Regions from separate parts of the Zea mays genome. Here regions 2 and 3 are each linked to region 1. The links are chromatin contacts, called in public Hi-C maps. All regions are on one chromosome and are shown on one strand. Each heading gives the region's core, a stretch centred on a gene start, on an enhancer-like site or on the middle of the called end of the contact. The rest is flanking DNA. Distances are from core to core; before and after follow the strand shown. Region 1 holds the start of LOC100277332. Region 2 holds the start of LOC100383133. Region 3 has its middle 44 kb from the start of LOC103638888.

The links. Hi-C and Micro-C count contacts between places; a contact is called where the count stands out from the background.
Region 2: a Hi-C map of ear shows a contact between it and region 1, with 2.3 times the contacts expected there. The contact joins the promoter of LOC100383133 here to the promoter of LOC100277332 in region 1. A contact is called at or near these places in 6 of 25 Hi-C or Micro-C datasets (bundle sheath, ear, endosperm and 2 more) and 1 of 3 datasets of contacts at active chromatin or transcription factors (seedling).
Region 3: a contact with region 1 is called in a Hi-C map of bundle sheath, with 3 times the contacts expected there. The contact joins the enhancer-like site here to the promoter of LOC100277332 in region 1. A contact is called at or near these places in 2 of 25 Hi-C or Micro-C datasets (bundle sheath and ear).

What each region holds. Positions count from the first base shown.
Region 1 is chr9:116,696,157-116,698,949 of Zm-B73-REFERENCE-NAM-5.0, forward strand. LOC100277332 reads right to left here and starts at 1,270. Exons shown (of 1, transcript NM_001150927.2): 1 at 699-1,270. The coding sequence starts at 1,204. The coding sequence ends at 902.
Region 2 is chr9:116,830,578-116,833,292 of Zm-B73-REFERENCE-NAM-5.0, forward strand. LOC100383133 reads left to right here and starts at 1,461. Exons shown (of 20, transcript NM_001361948.1): 1 at 1,461-1,827; 2 at 2,628-2,715. The coding sequence starts at 2,648.
Region 3 is chr9:116,928,242-116,930,941 of Zm-B73-REFERENCE-NAM-5.0, forward strand. No RefSeq gene overlaps it. Among protein-coding and RNA genes, the nearest start is that of LOC103638888, 44 kb to the left of the region's middle. Within about 2 kb of position 1,445, at least 15 of the 20 cell types and tissues checked have an H3K27ac peak or open chromatin away from gene starts, as enhancers often do. A contact at or near this core is called in bundle sheath and ear, where this site is marked.

The DNA.
Region 1 (2,793 bases), core at 20-2,519:
AGCGGCTCGTTTGACCACACCCGCGGATCAGCAATTAAAAGCTAACTTCCTAGAGAAGGCTGTAGAAAGTTAGCTGTCCATGCTAACTTCCTACGGTTGCCTCTAGGAAGTTAGCGGCTCGCTTGACCGAACACACGGATGAGCATGTGAAAGCTAACTTCCTACAACTTTTATAAAATACCGTAGGAAGTTATATTTATTTTCTAGAGCTACCAGTTGCCTCTCGAAAGTTATTTATTTCCTACAGTTTGTTATAAAAGCTGTAGGAAGTTAAAAAACCGTAGGCAGTGTATGATTTTGGTGTAGTGGTGCGAGATGCTGATATGGTGTCGGAAGCAGTACGCCGCGGGTCCGTCGATATCTCAGCAGAATCCACGTGGCGGTGGCGTGCGACTGTGTGTATGTACATGCGCAACAAACTGGCCAATGCTGCCCCGCGGTCACCACGCGGTCCTTCGTGCCGAAGCTTTGGAGTGGTAGGGCCGCCTGACTCGGAGCCAAGCGGATGAGCAGCAGCCGGCCGGCAGAGATAACCGAAACAGATTCCTTAAACTGAAGTCAAAGGAGATGGAGTCGCTAGAGCCAAAAAAAAAAACAAAAAAAATGTCCTTGTGTGCTTCTCTATCGATCGTGTGTTATTTGATGCCCAGCACATCTATGATTGATATTTTTTTATTATATTTGAAGAGCTGAGTAATGAAATTAAAAGAGACAATTTAAATTAGCTCGATCAAGTAATAATCTAGCGCATGCATCATGCATGGCAGGATCATATCAAGACGGCGCAAGTGCATGTACAAAAGGAGAAGGAAAAGGAAAAGACATAATAAGAAAAAGAAAGGCTGAAAGAAACGATCCCGTGGCCCTCAGTCCCCACACCAACCAGCACCGACCATCAATCTCACTTCATAACTGAAAAAAGCATAATCAGCCCGACGATCCAGAGAAGGTAGGCCACGAGCACCCAGGCGCCCGGCGGCGGCTCCGCGACGGCGTCAGCGAGTAGAAGGTACAGGGCCGCCGCGACCATCGCCACGAGAGCTACGACCGCGCGGCGGCCACGCGGCCAGACTTTCCTCCTCTGCCCGCGACGGTGCCCACCGCCGTTCTCCTCCTCACGGCTCGGCGGAGGCGGCGGCGGGGCCGGCGCCTTCCCCTTGCCACGGGCCGTCAGTCCGCCGGGGCCGGTCTTGCTTTCTTCCATCACAGATCCGAGGCCGCAACCGTGAGGTACCTGCTTTCTTGCGTCGAGTGGAGGTGTAGCTGTAATAAGCCTGACTGGCTGAGCCTACCGGGCTTTTTATAGGTTTTTTTAAAAATGTTGAGTTTTTGTGGTGTGCTCACCACCGTATCCTCTGTACAAGCACGACAGGAGACATGACATATGCACATGTGCGATCGTGGCCTTTCAACGTTGATCCGACGGTGACGAAAAGTTTTACATTTTAACCCTCCCGCAGCTGTCCTTGTGCTGTAATTTTGTTTTTTAAACACCCCCTCCCCTTCCCAGTTCCCGCGTTCGTTGGCAGCCATCATCGTCTGTAGGCTGTAGCCGCCGCCGCTTCTCTCTCGTCGTCGTCTCGGCATCTTCACTCACCAAACGTCGTCGCCATCACTAACGCCGCGGGGCTCGAGGTTGCTGCGGAATGGTTGCGCCGCCAACGGCATGCCCTAGCCATGGTGGCTTCATGACGGGTTTAGGGTTCCAGTCTGGTGCCATGGCCGTCATGTTGGCCGGGAACCTTAGCACCTCGTCGAGGTGTCGTCCTGCGGCGTTTGTCAACAGAGTAGTTGGCGTGCTTCAATCTGGGGAAGAAGGGGAGGGAAGGTGTTTGCAAAAGAAAATTTGCAGTGCAAGGACAGCTGTGGGAGGGTTAAAGTGTAAAAAAATTTGACGACCATCGGATCGACGTTGAAGGGCTAGGATTGCTCATGTGCACATACCTGTCCATGTTTATACGATACGGTCCCCCATTTAAGCGCTATTCGTGAAGTTTTATCGAGCCCGTCCAGTAATACCGGCTGCGAATAATAAATAGTAAGCTTTGACCAGAAAACATGCTGGCGGATACCGATGGTAGCTTCTTGGAAGCTGCATTCCCAACCTATGGCCTGCGTGTCTATGTAAAACGCATTTAATTTGTCGTTTGATTGTAAACTACAAAGTAAATTAATAAAAGCGGACCAAACGGGCCCTGAAGAACGGACTGCGGCTTTGTGAGAGCGTGTGCTTGCTTCTTGTCCATTTGAGGAATTCATATTTCAAAATATTCTGCTTAATTAAGGCCCCGTTCATTTGCTCAGGAATTGTTTCAGTTGGTTGAAGCTTGTATATAAACTAGACAAACAAACGGATTAGGAATTGTTTCAGTCCACGATTCCTTGGAACCGAACGGGCCTCAAGTACTCAACAGTGGACACTCACTGACCGGGGAAACTCGGAACCCTACGTCTTCGCAAATTTCAAAACAGAACGACGACATTAGGTTCAAACTGGACGACGGCGTTTGAATTAATCGACCCCATTTTATATACGATGTCAAAAGGACATCATACTTACGCACTACCTAATAATTAACTATCTGCTTTTGACTTGTTACGTACTCGCATCATCGCAAGGTCCATGGAGTCTGGAGACCGGAGGGAATAACGCCAAGAGGTCGTAGCTTGGTGCTTCCCATCCGCTAAAATAACGGCCTTTGTTAAAGCCCATATCCAAGATGCGAGCGAAAGCGTGTTGACTGTTGAAGCTAACTAAGGTAGCGATCGACGTGATTCATGTCCAGGATATTC
Region 2 (2,715 bases), core at 211-2,710, 130 kb after region 1:
GATGTGATTTATCCGCGTACCCGCGGATAAAAAGCCCGTTGGACACGGTTTTGGGTACGAGCCTGTATCCGTGGATATGGATACGGATAGCAGTTGATATCCGTGGATATTTTTAAAACGGGTACGAAAAATCAGTATCCATACTTGAATACCCGAATATCCATTAAAGTAACTTGACATGTGGGATCACTGGAGTTTGGAACCACTTCACGAACCACAGCCAGCCCAAGTTCCGTCGCGGCCCGCCCATCTCCTGACCGTCTAGCCTCCCCAAATCCCCCAATCGTGTTTTTATCATATTTAAATTTGCTAGACAAATATGTTATCATATTTGAATTTGTTGGATTCAAATATGTTGTATGTGTAGTGGGCAAACAGATATATCCATGGATATCCATTATCCGTGGGTAACGGATGTGGATACTATTTTTTATTCGTAGCGGGTAATGGGTATGTCTAGAGACACTATCCGCGGATAGTCTATCCGTTGTCATCCCTCGCGCGCGTTGGACGACTACTATATCAAGGATTGTGGCATCATATCGGCGCCGGAGGTGACGTAGAGGAGGACCAATAACAATGACCACTCGCAATCGTCGGGGTAGCTTTTGTGTCGGCCTGCCTTTAATTCTTTTCACAAACACATACACTTGCCTTTTGTGTAAGCAAGCGTGTATGGTGGTGCGTGCCTGATGACTGATGAGGGAACTTCTACCGGCAGGTGTGACATGTGCTCTCTAATAATGAGACCATGCAAATCGTGACATATATCGAAGTCTGTATGATACTGATGGTTACAATGTAGTAGTGAAACAACTAAATTAAAATAACAAAATTTATGTATGGCCAGGATCACAAATGGATTATGAAACATTTACTTATAACAATATAAGACAAATTTTATATATAAGTTATCATGATATTATATGTTTTCGCTGCAACGCACGGTACTCACCTAGTACGCTATAATTCACTATTTTTTAAATACCTCTAACGTCCCGTTTGGATCATTGGAATTGAATTCCATTCTAATAATAGTAATTTAGGCATATATCAATTAAGCTAATTCGGTTTTATGCAAAATATATTTGTATACTATTATTAGCAAGATGTCGGAGATATTTATGTGCTACATTTTTAATATAGAGGAGTGAGACGAAGAGTGTAATGTAAGTTATAGATTAGAAACCAATTCTACTAATACATAAAATCATTTCCCACCCTCCACCCCATAAATTTAAGATAGACTTATATCTGAACTTTAGAAAGTGGTGGAATGTCAAATTCCAAACTAAATAAGTTATTTTATTAAGTGAATTCCAATTCCTCTAAAATGAAAGGATCCAAACGCCCCGTAATAATTTTTTAGGGAACCCTTTTAGCATCGGAGTTGCTCTAAACCCCTCTCTCTGGATTCCTCCTCCCGTCCTCCGGTCCTCCCGTTTCCCCCCTTCCCCTTCCGCTTCGCCATTCCTTCTCGGTCAGAACGACGCGCATCCCCGCCCGCACGTTCCCGTGCTCTCGCTTCTCCGGAGGCGACCAGGGTTGGGACTTGGGAGGCTAGCGAGAAGGTGCTACCCGGGCCAACTCCTCCGATCGCCCGCAGGAGAAGGGGATCTCTCCGCCTCCCCGCCCTCGTCGGGCCTTTCCCATCGCCACCCGCGAGGCCACGCGCTCCAGCTCTTGTGAACCGGAAGGGTTCTGGATTTCTGAGCCAAGCGACCAGCACGGTGGCTCGGCCGGGCTGACACTCCCCTCCCCTGTCGCCCGGTCTCTTCCTTCCCGAGCAGAACTCCCCTGCGTCTTGCCGCTTCTAGCATCGGGGAGGTAATACGTCATATCCTTTTATTCTGTTCGTGATAAGTTAATAAATGTTGAAGCTATTACTGAACTGATTAGGAGAAGCCGATTGAATTGTAGAATCAGTATCATTTCTGAGAACAACCAAATTGATTCAGACTGGTTATGAACCGATTGTTGTAGTAGCACTTTTCTGATGATAACATATGCTTCATATTATTTGAGTTTTTGCTTCAGTTTTTGTAACAACTAATGCTTAATCAAACACTAGTCATAAATTTCAGAAACGCCCATTCAAAGTCGGCAAACCTGGCAGTTAAAGATTGAAGATCCTTAATAGGTACCAAAGAAGTTACAAAAATAGCAATATCCACGCGAAGCTAGTAACCGAAACAAAGTTATCATACTTCCGGCATTCTGGCCTTTTCACACTCAAAACAGACAACCAGCCATGTGAAAAGGATTGCCCAAACAGTGAAATTTTCCATATATCTCCTTAAGGCTGATGCTTCTATGTGCAGCTAAATTCTCAGAAAAGCTCCTCATAAATAATCCTCCCAAACAGGGCTTTGTCACCTTGCTTGACCTGTTCACCAGGGTGGGGTTTGATTGATTGGTTCATTTGTTCAGTCGATTCCCAACAAAACTTGAGCTGAAATTTAGTGGCAACTATAGTCTGACTTGTTTTTGTCGGGACCCTTAGGGATTACCTAAATATATTATGTTTTTCAGCTTGGGATTGCCAGTGAACAAATTATTTTTCATGTGTGTATATATTGGGTTTTCGTCCTGCATTTAGTCATTCTGTTAATGCCATCTTTCTACAGAAAAATTATAGAGGAAGGATATGCGGGATCCATTTGATGCACCGGTTGATCTCATTAACCCGGACCATAATGGTGGGAACAAACTTTC
Region 3 (2,700 bases), core at 195-2,694, 230 kb after region 1:
TCCGTCGTGCCCCTTCGTTTATATAAGGGGGTGAGGTTTGGACCCGTTAAGTAGATTCCCGAATTAATACTGCGAAGTTTGCTAATAAATCCTGTAAAAATGAGCAACTGTAACTGATTCTGGGCACGTCAAATTAGATTCTCAACACAATCCAAAGTAGAAACAAATTATTCCTCCCTCTGCAGCTCTGCTAGTCTGCTGGCTGCTGCCCAAGCCCAACTCGTTTCAGATCAGGAGAATGGAGACTGCCAGACTGAAAGAGTGGAGAAAGAGGCAGAGTGCGCCGCTGCGCGCATGCGCGCCTGCGCCGGTGCAGCAGGCGGGCGCACAGCTACGGCCAGCCGTCTCAGCCTTGCCTCGCCCTCGCCTTTGCTAGAGAATAGAGAGATGCGGGAGATGGAGGAGCGACTGCTGCGAAGAGCCGGATCGGAAGAGAAGAGGCTTTTTTGGTCTGCTGATGGGCTAAGCCAAGGTATGGCTTGGGCCATACCCAGCCATATTAGACCCTCCGCCACTGGAGATATATGTTGATTTTAGCTTTGACCTGAATTGAGACGTCTGAAGAACACCGTACTTTCATCATGTGAAGAAAAACCAAGGAAAAAGAAAACCCCATACGATTGGCCAGCCGTGTGCTTTCTTTATTTCCATATAAACACTGCACAGTTGACGTGCTGACAAGAGACGATAGTAAACACACCAGAATAAGAGAAGGAGGTGGTGGCCGATCGAACATCATCAGCTGCTTCCCGGCAGTGACAGTGAGTCATTGTCACTCACACCGGCAAATTAAGCTAACAACGGGCCGTTCTGGTCATTTCCGTCCATGTACCTGCAGCAGCAAACAGCGATAGCCAAACTTCGCTCACGTACAGCAGGCCACGAGACACGAGAGGCGCGAATTTCCAGAGCCAGAGCTAGTTCGATCTACAGGGGTGCAAAGAAGAAGTAGTCGACGACAGCGTTAGGCCGCGGCGCCTCCCACTCCCGCGGCGCGCGGGAACCGGCGCTCCACGTGCACGAGCGCAACGAGGGACACGCCGAGAAGCCACAGGACCAAGGCGAGGATGAGCGCGTACGCGTGCGCGGCGCCGGAATTGCCGGGACGATTGTCGTCGTTCTTCGGGCCGGCGGCGGAGGCGAGCGCGCTCCACCCCAGCAGCATGAGCACGCGGCCGGCGTCCAGGAAGAGGCGCCGGGCTCCGTCGTCGCGCTCGCGGCGCCCAGCGAGGATCGCTACCTGCTGTTCCGGTTCCGGCTGCTCGCGCTGGTAATCGGGCATCATCCCGGCTTGCAGTGCCATGTGTTCGTGCACCTGCCCAAGACAAGGTTCTTGGCAAGGAGCGGGCGGGAGAGCACGGACCGGAATTGGCTACTCCGTACCTGCCTACTATATATAATAGTAATTAGTAAACAGTATAATGTATAGCACGGACCGGCCAAAAGGCATTTGGATTGGATGCAATTCCTGAGAGGTGGGAAGGGCCGAAGGGGGGAATAACCGGCCCCTGGTGACTGGGAACTGATACAGACGTCCGCGTACCACCGCCACGCATCACTGTCGTCGTCTGCCTTCACCTGTGGTGGCCTGGTGGGCAACCACCACGTTGTCGTCTTTCTTTTCGTATTTCTTCGCCTGCCACATCCTCCGCTTCCACCAGTTTTGGTGTCACCTTGGTAAGTTCTGTAGACATCAGGGTCTCTCTCATTGCAAACGCGGATCAATCTGATAGAGACATGCAGCAAACACTGTACCAAGACTCAATTGACTCGACGGAGAAGCCGATCGAGCTAGCTTAGCATGCATCCACCGTTCTTGAATTCGGTTGACTCGTTTATATGGCCATCGATCAGTCAGACCTGAGATTTGGACGCCCATCCGAGACTTACCTGCTGCATGCAGCGGACCATTGCTACACGTTCACAAGGCAGTAGTGGCTCTCCGTAATAGCAAAAATCTCCATGCAGGCAGGGTACTCGTAGTTATATGTCAATTTTTAATCTGAAGAAAACAACGGATGCCAACTTGTATTACAGGACTCCGGTAGTGTTGCGAATCTCTATCCAACTGACGACCAGAAGAACCAGGCAACCAGCCTTCCCTGGTTTTAACCTGTGCAAGGCCAGCAAGCTATTTACCAGTAACCACACCCGCCACCTCTGCTCCGGCCCTTTTCTCGGATCGTTGATAGTGATTCTTTGATGTTAAGGGTTTTATGGCCTTACCTGGTTTTAACCTGCGCAATGCCGCCAAACTGTTTACCAGTGACCACCCCCGCCACCTCTGCTCCGGCCCTTTTCTCTCATCATTGATAGTGATTCTTTGATGTCTAGGATCTTATGGTCCTGTCTGATCAGTCCCCTTATCTGACTGAAGTAATCGACGTAGGTCTAGAGTTCTAGATAGAGTAGATAGAGAGACAGGGAGTTACATATAGATGGTAATAGGTACCTGACATCCGAAACCCAGTGAATTTTTACTCTATTAGCTTATGGTACATGCTAATATCTACCGAATTTTTTGTTTTTTAGCCCCTTTCGAGTCAAAAATTTACGTTTGGATCCCCAGAAATTTTATTTGCGCGTTTGGACCCGAAGCTCGGTGCCATAGGCTGTGGCGTCGAGGTAACACAGCTCGGCGCCACAGCCTATGGCGCCGAGCTTCGTGACGTGGCAGTCCGCGTGGCACCTAGCTCGGCG